Regions from separate parts of the Triticum aestivum genome. Here region 1 is linked to region 2. The links are chromatin contacts, called in public Hi-C maps. All regions are on one chromosome and are shown on one strand. The core of a region is the stretch at or near the end of the contact, and the rest is flanking DNA. Distances in the headings are between cores, read along the strand shown.

Region 1 (3,829 bases), core at 859-3,358, 200 kb after region 2:
TGTTCAGAAAAATACTTCATATTTTAAATTTGTGCACATATAATTACGAAGGATAAATTTGCCTCAACTCATAAAAAAGAAAAGAATCTGGGTCCACCCCACATTTCCTTCATCGTGTTCCTGAAGCAATATGTTTGTGTTGACCATGTATTGTATTACAAGGTGGTAAACTACCAAGAAATTAGCTGATACCCATTGCAAACTTCCAATTCTCCGTGGACCAGAATTTAATGAGTGTGCACTGCAATCCCACTCGCTGTCCATCCAAGCAAGAGAGTCTCCGGTCTGGGTTAATTGCTAGGCCCTGGATCGACGCGTGCTGTTTTTCTTATGCTTTTACAATTTCTACACATAATATAATTCAACAATCTTTCTCTCAAACTGGATATATATCACATATTCTACATCCACTTGATCAATTCCATGAGCCTTGAGGTGGACTTTGCGATGCCAAGTCTTGCACCAAGTCGTCGTCTGTTGCAATTACTCTACTGCCTGCTCCCCACACCAGCTTGCAAACATGGTCACCTAATGACAGCGCAAGCAGGCACGAATACGTAGCAAGCAGCCTGACCATGCATACAGCTAGATGATTTATTTTCTTTCTCGTATTTTTTGTAGTATAATATATCGGCAAGATAGATGCAGCAGTACATCACTGAAGATGGATTAATAGCAGGTGGCTGTGGCGGCCTCATACCCGGCAGATGTCCTGGTTGAGGAATGCACCGGACTGGTGGGTGCCCCATACCCGGCGGGCGTCCTGGTTGGGACCTCAGGTATTAGATGTTAGGTTTGGCTGCAAGGTCTGTTTGGTATTAGGCCCAAACTATCAGCATTCCTATATCAACTAGATAAGAGTAGCGACAGATGTTGCCTAGACGGTGGTTTTAGTCTTACTATTTGTACGACTTTATAAGGTCTTGTGTGAATAATTAATAAAGTGGTTACATGCCGATTCAGATGCAGAGGCCGAGGGTCCTCCTCATTTTCAGAAAAAAAAATTCTTGAGACTATGAACTAATTAAACTATGTGGGCTCATCTATACTATCCAGCTACATAGGTTGTACGTACCTGTCGACTTTATTGTGCACAGAACATTTTTTGGTGATGAAGAAATTCCATGCACGTACGGTGAATAGTCAATAAAAGATCAAAAATATCAAATAGGAATCGACAACGGATCGACCGATGCGGACATTCATACCCATCGATCTAGAACTCCGAGAACATTCTACAGCACCATCGGCGTCATCGTTTACTATGAGTGACCGGCACACAACAACGTATTACCTGTTGCATAAGCGCCTAAACCGAAATGGGTCAGCAGCTAGCTCAGCTCGCACATTTTCTTCTTCCACTTTTAAGCCTTACTAGGAGGAGATGCGTTACTTGGCGTGCTACAAAGGGAATGCAAGGGTGGCACTCTGAGTTTCTCACGCAACCACACCATACCATACTGTGTGCGTAGCATGGCCAATGCGCGTGTTCATCTTCATCATCATCCTCATCCTCGTCTTTGGTCTTTTTATATTTCCTTTCCATGAATGCCATAAAATATCCCCACCCCAGCATAAGCGACCATGAGGCCTATATAAACATCTAATATTTGAATTGGAATCCAAAGTTCAAAACAAAAAATTAAAACAAAACTAATATCTACTATACAGATATAAAACAACTCTAGCATGTATAAATAAAAAAGAAGGATGTGGCTAGATCTCAGTCGACTGAGACTTAACCAAGTCTCAATCATACGACACAACATATAAAATAAAGAACGAAAAAATTAAAAAAAAGTTTTGAACGGATCTTCATGTAAGATCTCACAAATATAGAATCGTTAAGTCTCAGTCGATTGAGATTTAGCAACCCCGAAAAAAGAAACAATATTATGTATGCGTGTATACCTATTATCTACTCTACACATACGAAAGACAAAACAAAAGCCAAATGGCCATGTGTAGAAATAGTATATGGAACAATAGAATATGGTGCGGTTGATGTATGCACTGGCTAGCTTAGCCACACTCACACTCGATCCTCCAGCTCCTCTCCTCATCTTCCTATATAACACACGCACTTGCCTCTGCTGCTCCTCTACCTACCTATACTGCCTCCATTTCCACACAGCCTTTAGCTAATTAAGCTACCACTTTTCCTAGCTAAGCATCTTCTTGAGTTGTCCGTGGTGATCGGATGGACAGCGCGAGGAGCTGTCTCGTGGACGACGTGAGCAGCGGCGCGTCCACGGGCAAGAAGGCCTCTCCGGCGCCGGCCGCGCCGGCGACCAAGCCGCTGCAGCGCGTCGGCAGCGGGGCCAGCGCGGTCATGGACGCGCCGGAGCCCGGCGCCGAGGCGGACTCCGGCCGTGGCGGGCGGCTGCCGTCGTCCAAGTACAAGGGCGTGGTGCCGCAGCCCAACGGGCGGTGGGGTGCGCAGATCTACGAGCGCCACCAGCGCGTCTGGCTCGGCACTTTCACGGGCGAGGCCGAGGCTGCGCGCGCCTACGACACGGCGGCGCAGCGCTTCCGCGGCCGCGATGCAGTCACCAACTTCCGCCCGCTCGCCGAGTCCGAACCGGAGGACGCCGCCGAGCTCCGCTTCCTCGCCGCCCGCTCCAAGGCCGAGGTCGTGGACATGCTGCGCAAGCACATCTACCCCGACGAGCTGGCGCAGCACAAGCGCGCCTTCTTCGCCTCAGCGTCGTCGTCCCCTACGTCGTCGTCGTCAGCTCCCGCGTCGTCGGCTCCTTCAGCCGCGGCGCCTTCCGCGGCGACGCGGCGCGAGCACCTGTTCGACAAGACGGCCACGCCGAGCGACGTGGGGAAGCTGAACCGGCTGGTTATCCCCAAGCAGCACGCCGAGAAGCACTTCCCGCTGCAGCTTCCTTCTTCCAGCGCCGCCGTGCCAGGCGAGTGCAAGGGCGTGCTGCTCAACTTCGATGACGCGGTCGGAAAGACGTGGAGGTTCCGGTACTCTTACTGGAACAGCAGCCAGAGCTACGTGCTCACAATGGGGTGGAGCCGCTTCGTCAAGGAGAAGGGCCTGCACGCCGGCGACGCGGTTGGGTTCTACCGCTCCGCCTCCGGCAACAATCAGCTCTTCATCGACTGCAAGCTCCGGTCCAAGACCACGACGACGACGACGACCTTCCTTAACGCGGTGGCCGCCCCGTCGGCGGCACCGGTGACGAGGACCGTGCGACTCTTCGGCGTCGACCTTCCCACGGCACCGGCGCCCGAGCGCGAGGAGTACGGCATGACCAAGACAAACAAGAAATCCATGGACGCCAGCGTAGCGGCGCCCACTCCGGTGCACGCGGTCTGGAAGAAGCGGTGCGTAGACTTCGCGCTGACCTATAGACATGCCACCACCTCACAGTGCCCGAGGTCAAGAGATCAACTAGAAGGAGTACAAGGAGCAGGGAGCACATTTGCGCTATAGACTTGTCACCACTCGCCACACAGACACGCCCGGGGTCAAAATATCAGCTGGAATCAGGAGCGTAAATACTCTCATTCACGTAATAGTAATGGGAAAGTAGTATATGTAGCGGGTTTTTGTTTTTTCGAAAAAAGTTCCGATATGTCCATCAAACTTAGTATAATAGTTTAGCTAAGTAGCAGTCGTCTGAGACTTGTTTATGTCTCACTTGATGCAATATTCGTTCGACCTTGCGTGTGGAGGTCCGTGCAAAAAATATTGTTTAACTTTTTTCTTTTTTCTTTTTTCCTATTATATACTACGTCATTTGATTGGGACTTGTTTAAATCTCAGTCGACTGAGACCTAGTCACACCCTTACTATAAAGAACAAAAACATCAA
Region 2 (3,824 bases), core at 1,173-3,672:
CCTCGATGTTTTTATCTAGTAATTTTATTCATGTAAAATGTTGTAGCAATGAGGCATCTCATGTTCTTGCAAAATCTGCAGAATATGATGTTGGGTCGTGCTGGTACCGTGAGGAACCTTCAGGACAGGCCCATTGTTTGTAATGAAAACACTATAAACGAATGCAAGGGTGCCACCCGTTGTCGAAAAACCAAACTAAAATGAAGAAGCAAAAAGTCTCGACTAGACTCATGTAAACTGGAAGGCCGGAGTAGGCATCGTATAGCACCTGAATCCAACCTCATCTTGTCAGTCGTCACTCAAATACAACTTCAGAAGAAAGAAACTTTAAATACTAGTGACAATCCATAGAGCAGCGAACATTTCCAGCAAGCCAGTGCAACATGGAGCAAACAGACTGAATGATTGATTATTCAATGAACAGCAACACAACACAACCGTTTATTATCCATAGAACACAACACGGTACAAGAGATAATCAACCCCACCCCCTAACCATTCCCCGCCGACACGCCTACAAGAGTCTCACTCACCTACAAGATTTCAAATCAAGGGTTTGAATGCTCCACACAGCAAACCAATCACATTTGAATCAGATGCACAAGACAATCGAATCGCAGTAGCCAATCGGAGGGGTCAGCAGCAGCAGCAGGAGGGCATGCTCAAAGCTTACCCTTGAGCCTCTTCTTGAGGACGTCCATGACGGCGCCGAAGTCGGCCTTCACGCTGACCGGTGGGTTGGCGTACTTGCAGGCCATGTCCTCAATCTTCTGATCATGGTAGTCGATCTTGGACTGGGAGAACTTGAGGCCGTGCGCCGTGCTGACGACCACCGTGCGGTCGTTTGCCCCGATGGTGCCCTCTTCCCGAAGCTTGAAGAGCGCCGCGAGAGCGACCCCGGTGTGCGGGCAGGCAAACATGCCGGTGCGGTCAGCGAGGGACATTGCGTTCATGAGCTCCTCCTCTGTGGCTTCTGCGACGATGCCATTTGTTGCCTTGAGTGCAACCACCGCACGGTCGACCGATACAGGGTCACCGATCTGAATCGCCGACGCAAATGTAGGCTCGGCCACTTGTGGCTGGAATTGGGTCCATCCTGACTTGTAGTAGCGGTACAGCGGGTTGGCATTGGCGGCCTGCGCACAGACAAGCCGTGGCAGACGATCAACGAGGCCAAGTACACGGCACATCTCGAATCCCTTGTAGAAAGCATATATGTTTCCAAGATTGCCTCCCGGAACAATGACCCAATCTGGCACCTCCCAGTCGAACTGCTGCAGTATCTCAATGGCTGCCGTCTTCTGCCCCTCCAGCCTGAGCGAATTGAGCGAATTGGCAAGGTAAATTGGCAGCTCGGCGGTCACCTCCCTGATGAGCCGCATACAGCCGTCGAAGTCGGTGTCGAGGGAGAGCACGGTGGCGCCGTTGGCGATGGGCTGGATGAGCTGCTCGAGCGAGATGCGGTTGGCCGGGAGGAACACGATAGCGGGGATCCCGGCGGCGGCGCAGTATGCGGAGAGCGCGGCGGAGGTGTCCCCCGTGGAGGCGCATCCGACGCCGGCGATGGGGCGGGAGAGCGGGGCGCGGCGGAGGCGGTTGACCTGGCTGACGAGCACGGTCATGCCGAGGTCCTTGAAGGAACCCGTGTGGGAGATGCCGCAGTGCTTGACCCAGAGGTCCTTCATGCCGGCGAGGTGGTCGCGGCCGAGGCGCTCGGCCCAGAAGAGGTTGGAGTTGCCCTCGAAGAGGGAGACGATGTGGTCCGGGTCGATCCCGGGGAGCACGAACTCCTTCTTGGACCAGACGCCGGAGCCGTAGGGCCAGACGGTGCGGCCGACGCGGGAGTCGAAGAGGTCCCGCCAGTAGGACCCCGGGTGGCGCGCCAGGGCGGCCATGTCGTGGCGCACGTCGAGGAGGCCGCCGGAGCTGGAGCGGTACACGATCTCGTCCAGGGAGTAGCGCTCGTCCGTGGACCCGGCGCCGGCGGGGCCTGGGGGGAAGGGCTCGTACCAGGCGGAGAAGCCGTTGGCCGGGGCGCGGTGCCGCGCCGCCTCCTCGTCCGCCGCGCGCCGGGGCTTGTTGGTGGCGGCGGGGGCGGGGACGGCGGCGTCGGTGGCGCAGCGGACGCGGCGGTGGGCGGCGGGGCGGAGGCGGAGCTGCGGCGCGGCGGAGCGGGGGCGGGAGAGGAGGGAGGAGAGGGACGGGGAGGGGGCGGTGGCGTGGGTGGTGGCCGCCATGGTGGAGCTGGCGGCGGCGGCGGCGGCGGCGGGGATGCGGGGATTGGGAGCAGTGGGTGGGATGTGGACTGTGGAGGTGGACGAGGGTTTTAGACTGTAGCGGGTGGGGGTTGGTGGAAACTGGAAAGCGGTAGAAACTGCATGGATGGACGGCCCTGATTTGGCCGACATCTGACGAGCACCGTCTGTTCGATCAGATTACATCCGATCCAACTGATGATCTCTACTCCTATAAAATCCTGAGTTGGTGATGATGGTGTGCCTGCCATCCTTCATTTACAACCGTTTGATCTACATCCAACGCATCTGTGACAAACTATGTCAATTTTGCAAAAAAAACCCACACTCCACTCCACGTTTGTAGATAACCCCCTGCCTCTCACGTTCAGCCACCTCTCCCTCTCACCTCATCTAGCCATCTCAGGAAAAAATAAGAAGGATCTAAGGAGGTCGCTGCTCTCGGCACCGTCTGCCCCCAATGCCTCTCATGCCTTCTCTCAGGCCGCATTGCTGACCACCACCACGACCCCCTCCTCTTCGCCATCTCCTCCGCCCCCTTCCAAGTCACCCCGAGTTATATTCATGGTGGTCTAGAAAAAATAAACAAAATTGATACCCAAAAAATAATTTTGAAAGATCATTTTTTGCAAAGCACAACAAGTGTTATTTCTTTATGAAGTTTTGGATGCAAGTTGAACACTTGAACGCTTTTATTTGCAAAAGATATTTTTTATCTACCTTGCCTACATTTACTATTCACCCGGATGCTTGTGAGCTCTAGAGAAGAATGAATATCCAAAGAAACCTATCGATATTTGTCACACATGAGATGACCCCCCGTATACTTTGTCAAATAAACAACTCCCTGATCAATGCATTTTGATGTTCCGTGCAACGCACGGGCATCTTACTAGTCATTCAGAGAAAGTTGTCGATTCTCATGACCAGCTTGACAGCAACTACTGAGAAATATGGCAGCAATCAATCAAGCATTTGCAGTCGGCAAGAACTAGGTAAAAATGTCATTGTTTTATTGAATTATACTACAGGATTGAAAAAACTAAAAACAATTCAAAGAATTGGAATCCAATTTCGTCCGAAACATGGCGTAATCCAATCCTTAGGTTCCTAAGGATTCCAATCTTACGAACCAAACGACGTCATAGTGGGGAAATTACAATGATCCAAATCCTCTAAAACTCCTATGGTTTTCCTCTGAACCAAAGGAGCCCTAGAAATATCAGATGCAGAAACCCAATGTTCATTTTTTATCGACAAAACATCCCAGGTTTTGAAATCAACTGGATAAACATACACATACTCCCTCCGTTCGAAATTACTTGTCACAAAAATGGATGTATCTAAACTAAAATACATCTAGATACATTCATACAAATAATTCCAAACGGAGGGAGTACGTTTCTAGAAAGTACAATAAACCTGTGCCTCAACAGATGCACCTTAAGTTTCATTACAGAGTCGTTAAAAATGCCAAAAAGGCGGCAATCAAGCCATGTAAATATAGAGAAACTCAATTTGTTATCTGCTTGGAACAAAATCTGCTGATATAGGCACTAGAACAAATAA

The links. Hi-C and Micro-C count contacts between places; a contact is called where the count stands out from the background.
Region 1: a Hi-C map of leaf shows a contact between it and region 2, with 10 times the contacts expected there. The contact joins the promoter of LOC123175117 here to the promoter of LOC123182911 in region 2. A contact is called at or near these places in 2 of 5 Hi-C or Micro-C datasets (both in leaf).

What each region holds. Positions count from the first base shown.
Region 1 is chr1D:457,261,847-457,265,675 of IWGSC CS RefSeq v2.1, forward strand. LOC123175117 (AP2/ERF and B3 domain-containing protein Os05g0549800-like) reads left to right here and starts at 2,109. Exons shown (of 1, transcript XM_044590143.1): 1 at 2,109-3,725. The coding sequence starts at 2,201. The coding sequence ends at 3,448.
Region 2 is chr1D:457,060,305-457,064,128 of IWGSC CS RefSeq v2.1, forward strand. It overlaps LOC123182911 (threonine synthase 1, chloroplastic), which reads right to left and starts at 2,423. Exons shown (of 1, transcript XM_044595585.1): 1 at 418-2,423. The coding sequence starts at 2,408. The coding sequence ends at 663. LOC123175101 (peptidyl-tRNA hydrolase, mitochondrial) reads right to left here. Exons shown (of 8, transcript XM_044590142.1): 8 at 3,806-3,824.